2 separate regions of the Mus musculus genome follow, and region 1 is linked to region 2. A link is a contact called in public promoter capture Hi-C data. All regions are on one chromosome and are shown on one strand. The core of a region is the stretch at or near the end of the contact, and the rest is flanking DNA. Distances in the headings are between cores, read along the strand shown. Region 1 overlaps Dpys (dihydropyrimidinase). Region 2 holds the start of Atp6v1c1 (ATPase, H+ transporting, lysosomal V1 subunit C1).

Region 1 (4,958 bases), core at 1,657-4,156, 1.2 Mb after region 2:
CTTTTCCCATATCACCGACATCCTGTCCTCGACACCATTCACCCCATTGGGAATCTTAGTGAAGTCATCCTTCCCTAGAGCTTTTTGGCAGGTGTTAAAAGTGCAGTTGTCACTCCCTGTTGTGGTCAAATCGCCACTGTGGAGAATGAACAAGGAAGAAAGGCAATGATGAGGTGAGAAGAAAGCACACGGAACAGGACACCCTTGGTGTTTCTTAGCCTCCTGTCTCCTCCATGGGATGCCAAGCAGTGGGAGGGGTGTGAGTAGAATTCCTAGGTACACAGTTCACCTCTCTTCAGTCTATCTTTAGAAGCACTTTTTGAGAACTCACTCATAAGTGTTATGGTGCAGAATCCTTCACAAGTCTGACTTTTATTGTTTCTCAATTTCCTAACCTAATAGGAAGAAGCTGGCTAGTTTGAGGAAGAAATGATCTATGAGATGATAGGGTGCCCACTAGACTCTGCATCAAGACTTATGAGCCCATGGCTTCGAGCTTGTCCTATCTAGAAACTGATAGTTGTATGGCCCTGGCAATACAAACAGCAGGCTCACTAGGAACATGTAGGTAGATATTTCTTGTGAGTAGAATACCCCAGAGATATCCTCATGGTGACCTATGACAATGGAGATAGGTCTTCCAGAGCAGCCCAGTGACAGATGTCCATATTGTCATGAACACTAATGTAAGACTGGCTGAGAACAGCTCTGTCACCAGGGATAAAAATCCCAATTTGGCTGATAAATAATCCCTGGGACATAGAAGTGTGAAGGAAGGGGGAAGTTAAAGGAAAGGGGACAAGCTAGTTCTTGTCCAGTCTACTGTGAAATGTTCCCTATCAATTGAAATCTGGGGACATGTGACCAAGGCATGCTAAAATGTTCAGAATGAAGAGAAAGGGAAATCACCCATGCAACAAACTAGTCCCTAGACCATATTAGCTTAAACATTCTAAGTCCAGTGTATTCTGCTCCTCCTATACCATGGCTCAAACAGAGCAGAAGACCAGAAGGTCCTTGGATCTACAGATTTAAGACAAGCTTTCCTCCATCCAAAGAATTATCTCCCATCCAAATGCTTTACAGTCATCTGAAAAATTATTACTTAGCCAACAGATCCATAAGAAAGCCAGGTGTTAAAGGATCGGGTCTCAGTGGGGGACCCATGACATGGTGGGCTGCATGGCTCCATTCTTCACTCCAGTACTGTCTGCCATCAGTGCCGAGACCCGCTGCAATTGGTTCTCCATAGACCACATTTCCTGGAAGGTTCAAAGGCAGGATTCAGTCCCTGAATGCAGGTTTAAGAAAAACATCTGACAATCACACAGAGAGTCTTCTCTGTGTCGGGAGAGGATGATACTATAACTTAAAAGAATCCCACCCCACACCTCACTTTTGTGAACCAGACAATGGCTGATAATTACCGAGCATCTAGTGTATTCAGGTCATTTGCATTGTAAGGCATAGATCATTCTCCCAGCTATGGGATTTGTTTGGGTCAATTAGATTGAATGCAAATGGCATGCTCTCCTTCCAAGTGAGGTTATTAAAACCATCTTGGATTATTCTCCACTGTTACTGAAGCAAAACCCAGAGGATGCTGGGGGCTACATTTGTAATTCAATCTTAAAATTCTATTGGGTAAATGCTATCACTATTTTAATTAAAAGATAAAACTACAGGATTATGTAATTTCTCTACAGATACTTTATACACATTTTGTATTTGTAGACTGAAGGAGGTAGGATTTGAACCCAGGAATTTTGAGTCAGTGGTCTCAATTTTTATGCCATCTAGCCAGATGATAAACTACTATTAATACTGCCAATGGACTCCAACCATAGTACATCTTTGCTGTTGATTGATTGATAACCTTTTCACACTCTCAAAAAGACCTTTCTGAGAAGACTTATATTCAATAAAAGAACACTCAGATAATAAAATTGTAGCCTGAAATGCACACTTAAAAATCATGCAAATGAGGACATCCAAAGCATGCGATGTTGGAAAACTTAATAGTGCACAGTGAATTTGAATTTAAAATCAGGCTCCTATCTGATTAGCATTTGTCAGAATAATAGATACACTGGCATCAACCTCATCACATGCAAGCAATCAAAAGAGAGAGGAGGAGGGAGAGAGACAGGGGGAGAGAGAGAGAGAGGGAGAGAGAGAGAGAGGAGGAGGGAGAGAGAGAGCGGGAGAGAGAGGGAGAGAGACAGGGAGAGAGAGAGGGAGGGAGAGAGAGAGAGCGGGAGGGAGGGAGAGAGAGAGGAAGAGAGAGGGAGAGAGGGAGAGAGAGAGACAGGGAGAGAGAGAGGGAGGGAGAGAGAGAGAGAGGAAGAGAGAGGGAGAGAGGGAGAGAGAGAGACAGGGAGAGAGAGAGGGAGGGAGAGAGAGAGAGCGGGAGGGAGGGAGGGAAGGAGAGAGAGAGGGAGAGAGAGGGAGAGAGGGAGGGAGGGAGAGAGAGGGAGAGAGAGGGAGAGAGAGAGAGAGAGAGGGAGAGAGACAGGGAGAAGGAGGGGGAGGGAGAGAGAGAGAGAGAGGGAGAGAGACAGGGAGAGAGGGAGGGAGGGAGAGAGAGGGAGAGAGACAGAGAGAGAGAGGGAGAGAGACAGGGAGAGAGAGACAGGGAGGGAGAGAGAGGGAGGGAGGGAGGGAGAGAGAGAGAGAGAGAGAGAGAGAGACAGAGAGAGAGACAGAGAGAGAGAGGGAGGGAGGGAGAGAGAGAATGGTGAGGAGATTCTAGCATGCCAAATGAGCTCACTTTAGTTGACCAGATGCTGAATTTTAGTTACGATTCAGATACATAACTGAAATTAACTGATTTCCTTAGAGAGCACATGCAGTGGATGGCCACCAGCTGCCACAGTCCTCAAAATGGAATGTAGCACCCTATTATCTCACAAATTATCCTTCCTGCAAAACAGCCTCTTTCTCCAGCTAGCCTAGGAAATAGAGGAACAGTTACAGCCAGGCTTGCTGAAGCCCAGGAGCTTGACCTGAGTGCCACGTATGCAAGAAAGGGGTCCCTCAGGACCCAGCCACTGCTGATCTGCTTCGACTCCATGATATACTCAATGCCACACCACCCCAGGTCCTTACTGGCTTATTCCTAGAAAAGAGAAGCAACTTTAGTATCCCTCTGTGGCAGGCAGGATAAACATCGGTTATGTGTAGTGAGCTAAGAGGTAGCAGTCTCTACTTGGAGATACTAAGACAGGCGCAGCCTCTATTTGCAACTCCAAAGAGAATTTGCTGTTTCAAGAGCACATCTCCCAGTTGCTTGGGCAACGAGACACTGACTTGATTTGCAGTCGCTCCATGAGATGCCAACTCAGGATTTTCCTTGGTGCTTCATCACCAAGGAAAGGTCCTGTCACATGTTCTGTTCAGTCACTTGGCACATCGAAATGATATGGGAATGCAGTTTCCAGACTTCTACCATCTTAATAGCTCTCAGGAAAAAATAAATGTCAACATCTACCAGAGTCTGCCAGGGCTGCTTCTAACTTGGATGACAGGTAATTTCCTTAGAAGGCCTTAGCCCCTTTCAGATGTGACAAGCTACCTTCTTAGCATGCACAAGCTCTTCATTAAGGAGTGTATTTTCAACTTTATTCTCATTACATATTTGTGAATATAAAAAATTAAAAATAAGCCTGGTGTGGTGGCACATGCCTTTAATCCCAGCACTCGGGAGGCAGAGGCAGGTGGATTTCTGAGTTCGAGGCCAGACTGGTCTACAAAGTGAGTTCCAGGACAGCCAGGGCTATACAGAGAAACCCTGTCTCAAAAAACCAAAAATAAATAAATAAATAAATAAATAAATAAATAAATAAATAAATAAAAATTCCTAATGGCTCATTGCTCCCCTCCTCAACTTTTAAAAGAACAAACCTCATGCAAAAAGTGTAAAGAAGGAAGATAGAGTCCAGGAGTCCATAAGCTAAAGTATGAAACCACAAAACTTCAACCTAATTGCACATCTAAAAATACGGCAAGCGCGATCGAGACCACAGGTATGGACTGTAGAACTTTCATATCTCTTCACTTGACGTCACAGCAACACCTCACGATGCTTTGATAAAGAAGAAATTGATGCTCAATGAAACGAACTGATCTGCCACACATGGGCAGTGACGGAATCAGACTTAAAGGCTTCCTCCTCTGATATAGGACCATACACACATTGTTACAAGAAAAGCAATACTTTCATTCTCGGGGGGAGAGCATACATTCCTAAACATTTTCAGCCAAGCACAAACTATCTGTGGATGTGACCAAGTGGTAACCCACTTTCCCTTCCTGGTTTCCTTTGCTCTGTACTGCAGGTGGCTGTGAACAGCACTTGTGTCTGGCTTCCATCTGGTCCTCTTCTAATTGTGTTTGCATCCTCATGGTTCTAATAACTCTTGTGTCTTTATCACCTGTTTCTTCCCTAGCACCTTTTGTTAGGTTGTTCCCTCTCTATCCACATTTACTCTCCATTGTCTTTCTCTATCCTTGGACATGGGACCAAATGCAAAGACTCTATCATCCTGTTGCAATCTCCCACTTAACGGCATTTATATCTCTGAGAGATCCTAAAGATCTCTGAGCTATGAGGCATTTTGAATGCATAGGACTCTCTTGATCACCAGACAGCCTTATTAGTGAGAAGTGACAGAGTGGGTGGAGCCTTGCATCCTGAGAGCTATGAGTGAAAGTTGAAAGGGGAGGAGGATGAACTGCAGGTGTCAGGGAAGATGCTTGAACTACAGCGTGAAGATAGCTATGCTTTTCAAAATAACTTTCCTTGTAAATAACAGGGTGAAGCTCTGCTGAGCTACACCGATTCAAAATATTATTTTTTCAAAAGAAGACACCATTTGGGAAGAAAATTAAACAGAGACAGGATGGTAGTAAATGGAGGCTTGAGTTCAAATCCTGATGTTGTATATCTGTGCTTTGCA
Region 2 (4,954 bases), core at 481-2,980:
GAGGCATCCTACACAGCCTTAGGAATTTGAATACTTGGTCCCTGTTTGGTGGGACTGTTTGAGGAAATTTAGGGGCTGTGGCCTTGCTGGAGGAAGTATGTCACTGTAAGGGGCAAAGACTCATACCGTTTTTTTCCTTTGCTTTCTGCTTCCTGCTTGTTATTTGATTTGTGAGCTCTCAGCTATTATGATTGCTATGTCTGTCTACTGCCACACTTCCCTGCTGTGATGGTAATGGACTGGAATGTGTTTTATCACAGCAATAGGAAAGCAATGAATACAGAAGGGTTTCTTTTGGCTCACAGTTCAGCAAGGTGGTGAGAGTAATTGTAGCTCTGAAGGCAGGAGTCTGAGAGCCCTGGTTACATTGTATTGGTAGTCAGGAAGCAGAGAGCAATGAATGTTGATGCTTAGCTTTCTCCTTTAAAAAAAGATTATTTATTTGACAATTTTATTACATTTATTTATTTGTGGGTACTACAGCTTGCATGTGGAGATGGGAGGCTATCTTGCAGAATACACTTTGTGGTTCTGGGGATACAATTCAGGCCATCAGTCTTGGTGGTTAGTGCCCCATTACCTGTTGAACCTTCTCTCTCTAATCCTATTTATCATTTTTAAAAGATTAATTTTATTTGTATTTATGTGTATGAGTGTTTTGTCTTCCTGGGAGTGCATATGATTACAGGTTCTGCAGGAGGCCAGATGAAGCCAATCGGATCTCCTGGAGGTAGCTGGAGTCACAAGGCACTCCAGGTGGGTGCCAGTAAGGAATTCAGATCCTCTGTGAGAGCAGTATGTGTTCTTAACCTCAGAGCCATCTCTCTAAGCCTCGAAAAAAAAAAAAAAAACATTCTGTGTTGGTTCCTATCATTCAAGATGCTGCTGCCCATATTCGAGGTGAATGTCCTACATTAAACCTGGCTGGAAACTCCCTCCAAGAGGTTTGTCTCCTAGCAATTCTAAAGCCAGTCAGGTTGACAATGGAAATCTATTATTCCGCTTGCTAGTAAGAACAGCCAGGAGTGCCCACACATTGTGCAAACAGAACCATAACCTCTGGAGCTTCACTTTGCTAAGCTGTAAATCTAAAAACGATTAAAATAGACAAGTCCCCAATCCTCTATGCAACCTAAAATGCTGAGATATGCACCACCTAACTTCTCAACCAATGAGATGTGCACGGTTTGTGAGAGTAGGTTGATATCTATTTTTCTGGAACCCAAGGCTGATGGTTTTTCCCTGTCCATAAACCTTTCTTGACTTCCTGTATCCATTTTGGTACCCCTAAACCAGACAGTTTGGAGTTCCTGGCAAGGGGGTCACTCCACTAGCTAATTCTAAAAAACTAATTAACAATGTTTGGTGCTGAGTAACTAAACCTGAACACTTTATCACTTTATGGAACGAAGTGATACCAGATTGGATGAAAAATATGAAACTACTGAAGTGGATTATTAGAAAAAATTTCCCCGAAACCTGGACTGTCAAAACTTGCAGTGCAGAAGTCAGTGCAGGAGCTTGGGGGAGTCTGAATGGCTGAAACCTGTGGGTAATTTTAGGGTGGGCGGGAATTTTCTGGTGGCTGGCCAACCACCGCAGGTGCATCTGGAGGAGCGGCAAGCTCCGCCCACCCGGAAGCCCGCTCTGCGCGCTCTCTCAGCCCCGCCTTCTCCGGAGGCCTGGCCGCATCGTGATTGCGCGCAGTGGTGCGCGCGCGTAGGCGGAGCGGCGTGCGCCGCGGTCAGCTGACTGCTCCGGCTGGCACGTGACTTGCTCTGGGCGCAGGGGTCGAGGAAGCCGAAAGGCCGGAGCTTAGGTCCGGGAGGGATGGAGCGCTGAGCGGTTAACGTCTACCAGGCTTCCTGCCTCCGCACCTGTCGCCGCCGCCGCCTCCTGAGACACCTCGGGTCAGTGAGCGATAGCCCTGCGGGGAGCTGACGCTGCAGTGGCCGCCGGGGAAGGATGGGGGCGGCGCGGGGGCCTAGACTGTGGCGTCGGACCTGCAACCGGCCTGGGTGCGGGCTCTCCGCATCTCAGGGCCTAGGGTTGGTGTCTTTGGAAGAAGAAGGAGGGGGAAGGGGCCCAGACGGGGAACTCAGTGGCAGAAGGGAGAAGTGTTGTACATTCGGGTCCTTCTTGGGTGGGAATCCCAGCGAGTCCTGGTCACTTGTGAGAAGGTGGACAGTGACAGAATGCCTCAGGTGAGGCTCAGGGTTCACCGGCGTGTGTGTGCAGTCTCCACTGGGTGTTTACGCCTGTATGTGAATAGAAGGGATTACAGTTTTCAGGGCGGAAGGGGTGCCCACTGCAGGCAGGGGGCGGTCACAGAGGACACGGGGGTCATTGTAGGCAGTGGATGAAACAGGAATACAGGCAGCTTAAAAACATTTCACTAGATTGGGGTTGGGGGAGGTTAAACAACATCCCCGAAAAGGAACTGGTGGACAGAGTCTCTTATAAGGCAGATTGAATCACCTATGAGGCATAAGAGGGAAGCTTGTGTTCTTTTCAGAGGAAAAATGTTATCAGGGGGAAAATTGTCTACTCTGTACTTAGTGGTGCCCCGGGAATGAAATGGTCGGGTGTGAATAGCCCAGCCCTAAAAGTTCACATTGATGGTGGGAAGATAAGTCACAGGGGAAAGATGAGGTTGTATAGAACTGGTAAAAACAGAAGGAGGAGAAAAGTATCCTGGAGGAAAGAAAACTTGAGTTTGGGTCTTGGCAAGTCGGTGGGATTGGAGGCAACAGAGGAGAACTTTTTACTCAGTGAAAGCCTCGTTATTTGAGGGCCTGATGAGAGAAGAAGACATGATTTAGGGGTGCCAAAGGCCAGGCTTTTGTAGTAGGCTGCATTGTGGAAAAGTGGGAAATAGTTTTGAAGTCTGGTGATACTTGTTCATATACTGCATGCTCTATGGCTGATACTATGGGAGTGCTAAGGTTTAGGAAGCAGACAGGGACTCTGCTGTCAGAGCTTCCAGACAGATTCAGAGGAGATAGGTTTTAATAGTCGTGCATTTGGCGTGTGATAGAGCACTAACCTTTAGTCCTAGCACTTAGGAGGCAGAGCCAACCAAAGCTAAATAAATAGTGAGACCACTTGTCTCTCTCTCTCTCTCCCTCTCTCTCTCTCTCTCTCTCTCTATATATATATGTATACACACACACACACATATATATATACATCTACATATATACATATATATACACACATATACATAAATGTGTGTGTGTGTGTGTGTGTGTAAAATCTACTCCGAAGGAGTAATGGAGCAGTACAGAGATGTTTCCCAGGAATATGACTTTTGTGGAAGATTCAAAGAAGGCTTTGTTGAGGATATGACTGAGAAGAGGTTGGTGTGAAAAGGGGGTGAGCAGGCAGGAGTGAAAAGGACATTCCAGGTTGAGGGAACAGAGTTTGTCAAGGCCTTGAAGTGAGAGGAGGAACGTGCCTTTCCAGAACTTGCAGAGAACCTGGAATGAGAAAGGTGTGGTGGTGGGATGTGGACAGACTGGCCTGTGTGTGGGGAGAGCTGGAGTCAGACTGCTCAGGGAATCCAGTGAAGATCATAGGTGCTGGAGACAGACTGTGTGTGGCCCTGCAAGTCCTCCACAGTTTGAGCCGCCCTGGCAGGTAGAGTGAGTTGCAGGCCAGCCAGAGCTGCTCTGTGAGAGTGCTTTGGGTTTCTGTGTGCTGTCGAGCTGGAGGAGATAAAGAGCCCTAAGGTGAGCTAAAGTGCTCACGGTGATAATCGCAGTTAAGTCTGGCAACAAGTGAGTCTCGTTGTGCTGAAGTCGGAGCCTCGGCTTTTCTGCTCAAAACTACAGGATCCTTTTGTCTTTTGGTTACTTTGCAGGTACCAGATCGGATCTCAAGAAATAGTGCTCTGCATCCTGAATGCTGAGAGCTAGGGGCTACTCTTAGTCTGCATTTAAACAGGGCAGGATTTACACACACAACACACACACACACATCTTTTTAATTTTTTTTTAATTTTAACTTTTGGAGACAGGGTCCCTGGCTATCCTCGAACTCATTATATAGACCAGGCTGACCTTGAACTCACAGCTATACACCTGCTTCCTGAGTGCTGGGATTAAAGACTTGTGTGTGTGTGTGTGTGTGTGTGTGCATTTCTTTTTTTACTTTTTTTTTTTTTTTGAGACAGGGTTTCTTTATGTATACGAGGTTGTCCTCCAATCCAGCAAGCAGCCTGCCTCAGCTTCTGAGTGCTGGCATGTGCGTGCTTATAATTTTTTTTTTATGTTTATACATTTTTTTATTTTTTTGAGACAGGGTTTCTCTGTTTGGCCCTGGCTGTTCTAGAACTCATTCTGTAGACCAGGCTGGCCTACACCACTCAGCATGTTTATAAATCTTAGCCTTCTTATTTATATTAGTTATTTTGTTTCGTTTTTCTTAAACCTAAAACTTAGGATTCTGCATCATTGTCCTAACTTGTAGGATAATGTCCATTGGTCAAGAGCAAGACCAGCATGCCACAGTGAACTTTGGCAAAGGGCCTCTGCAGGCCACCAGTCCCTTGGTGGGCAGTAAGCCTTCCTTTTGACTTGTGTATCCTGCTGACCTGGAACACTGTCGGCCTGAGCTGGGGCACAGTTCTGTAATCCCTTTCCCCCTTTGTACTTGATTTTGCTTGGAATAACAGTAGTTTTGACTAAGTGTCTGCTATAGTTTGCCTTGTCCAGACTGTATTCCGTCTAAGGTTGTGTTGTTTTCACCATTTGGATGTAGAGCTCTTTCATTTTAACTACAAATTAATTTGCATTTGATTTCCATTTCATCAACATTTTTTCCCTCTTGAGACAAGGTTTCTTTGTGTAACAGCCCTGGCTGGCCTCAAACTCTCTAGAGTTCTGCCTGACTCTGCTTCTGAGAGCTGAAACTAAAGGTATGTGCCAATACGCACCCACTATTATCAGTGTTA

What was found. Promoter capture Hi-C pulls out the DNA fragments that hold promoters and counts their contacts.
Region 1: a contact with region 2 is called in a promoter capture Hi-C map of hippocampal neurons, with 6 times the contacts expected there. The contact joins the enhancer-like site here to the promoter of Atp6v1c1 in region 2. A contact is called at or near these places in 4 of 39 promoter capture datasets (the 3T3-L1 cell line, hippocampal neurons, liver and 1 more) and 1 of 115 datasets of contacts at active chromatin or transcription factors (extraembryonic endoderm stem cells).

Annotation. Positions count from the first base shown.
Region 1 is chr15:39,826,870-39,831,827 of GRCm38.p6, forward strand. It overlaps Dpys (dihydropyrimidinase), which reads right to left. Exons shown (of 10, transcript NM_001164466.1): 5 at 1,106-1,262; 6 at 1-136. Among named protein-coding and RNA genes, the nearest start is that of Dpys, 28 kb to the right of the region's middle. Within about 2 kb of position 2,907, at least 22 of the 459 cell types and tissues checked have an H3K27ac peak or open chromatin away from gene starts, as enhancers often do. A contact at or near this core is called in hippocampal neurons, where this site is marked.
Region 2 is chr15:38,660,174-38,665,127 of GRCm38.p6, forward strand. Atp6v1c1 (ATPase, H+ transporting, lysosomal V1 subunit C1) reads left to right here and starts at 1,731. Exons shown (of 13, transcript NM_025494.3): 1 at 1,731-1,910.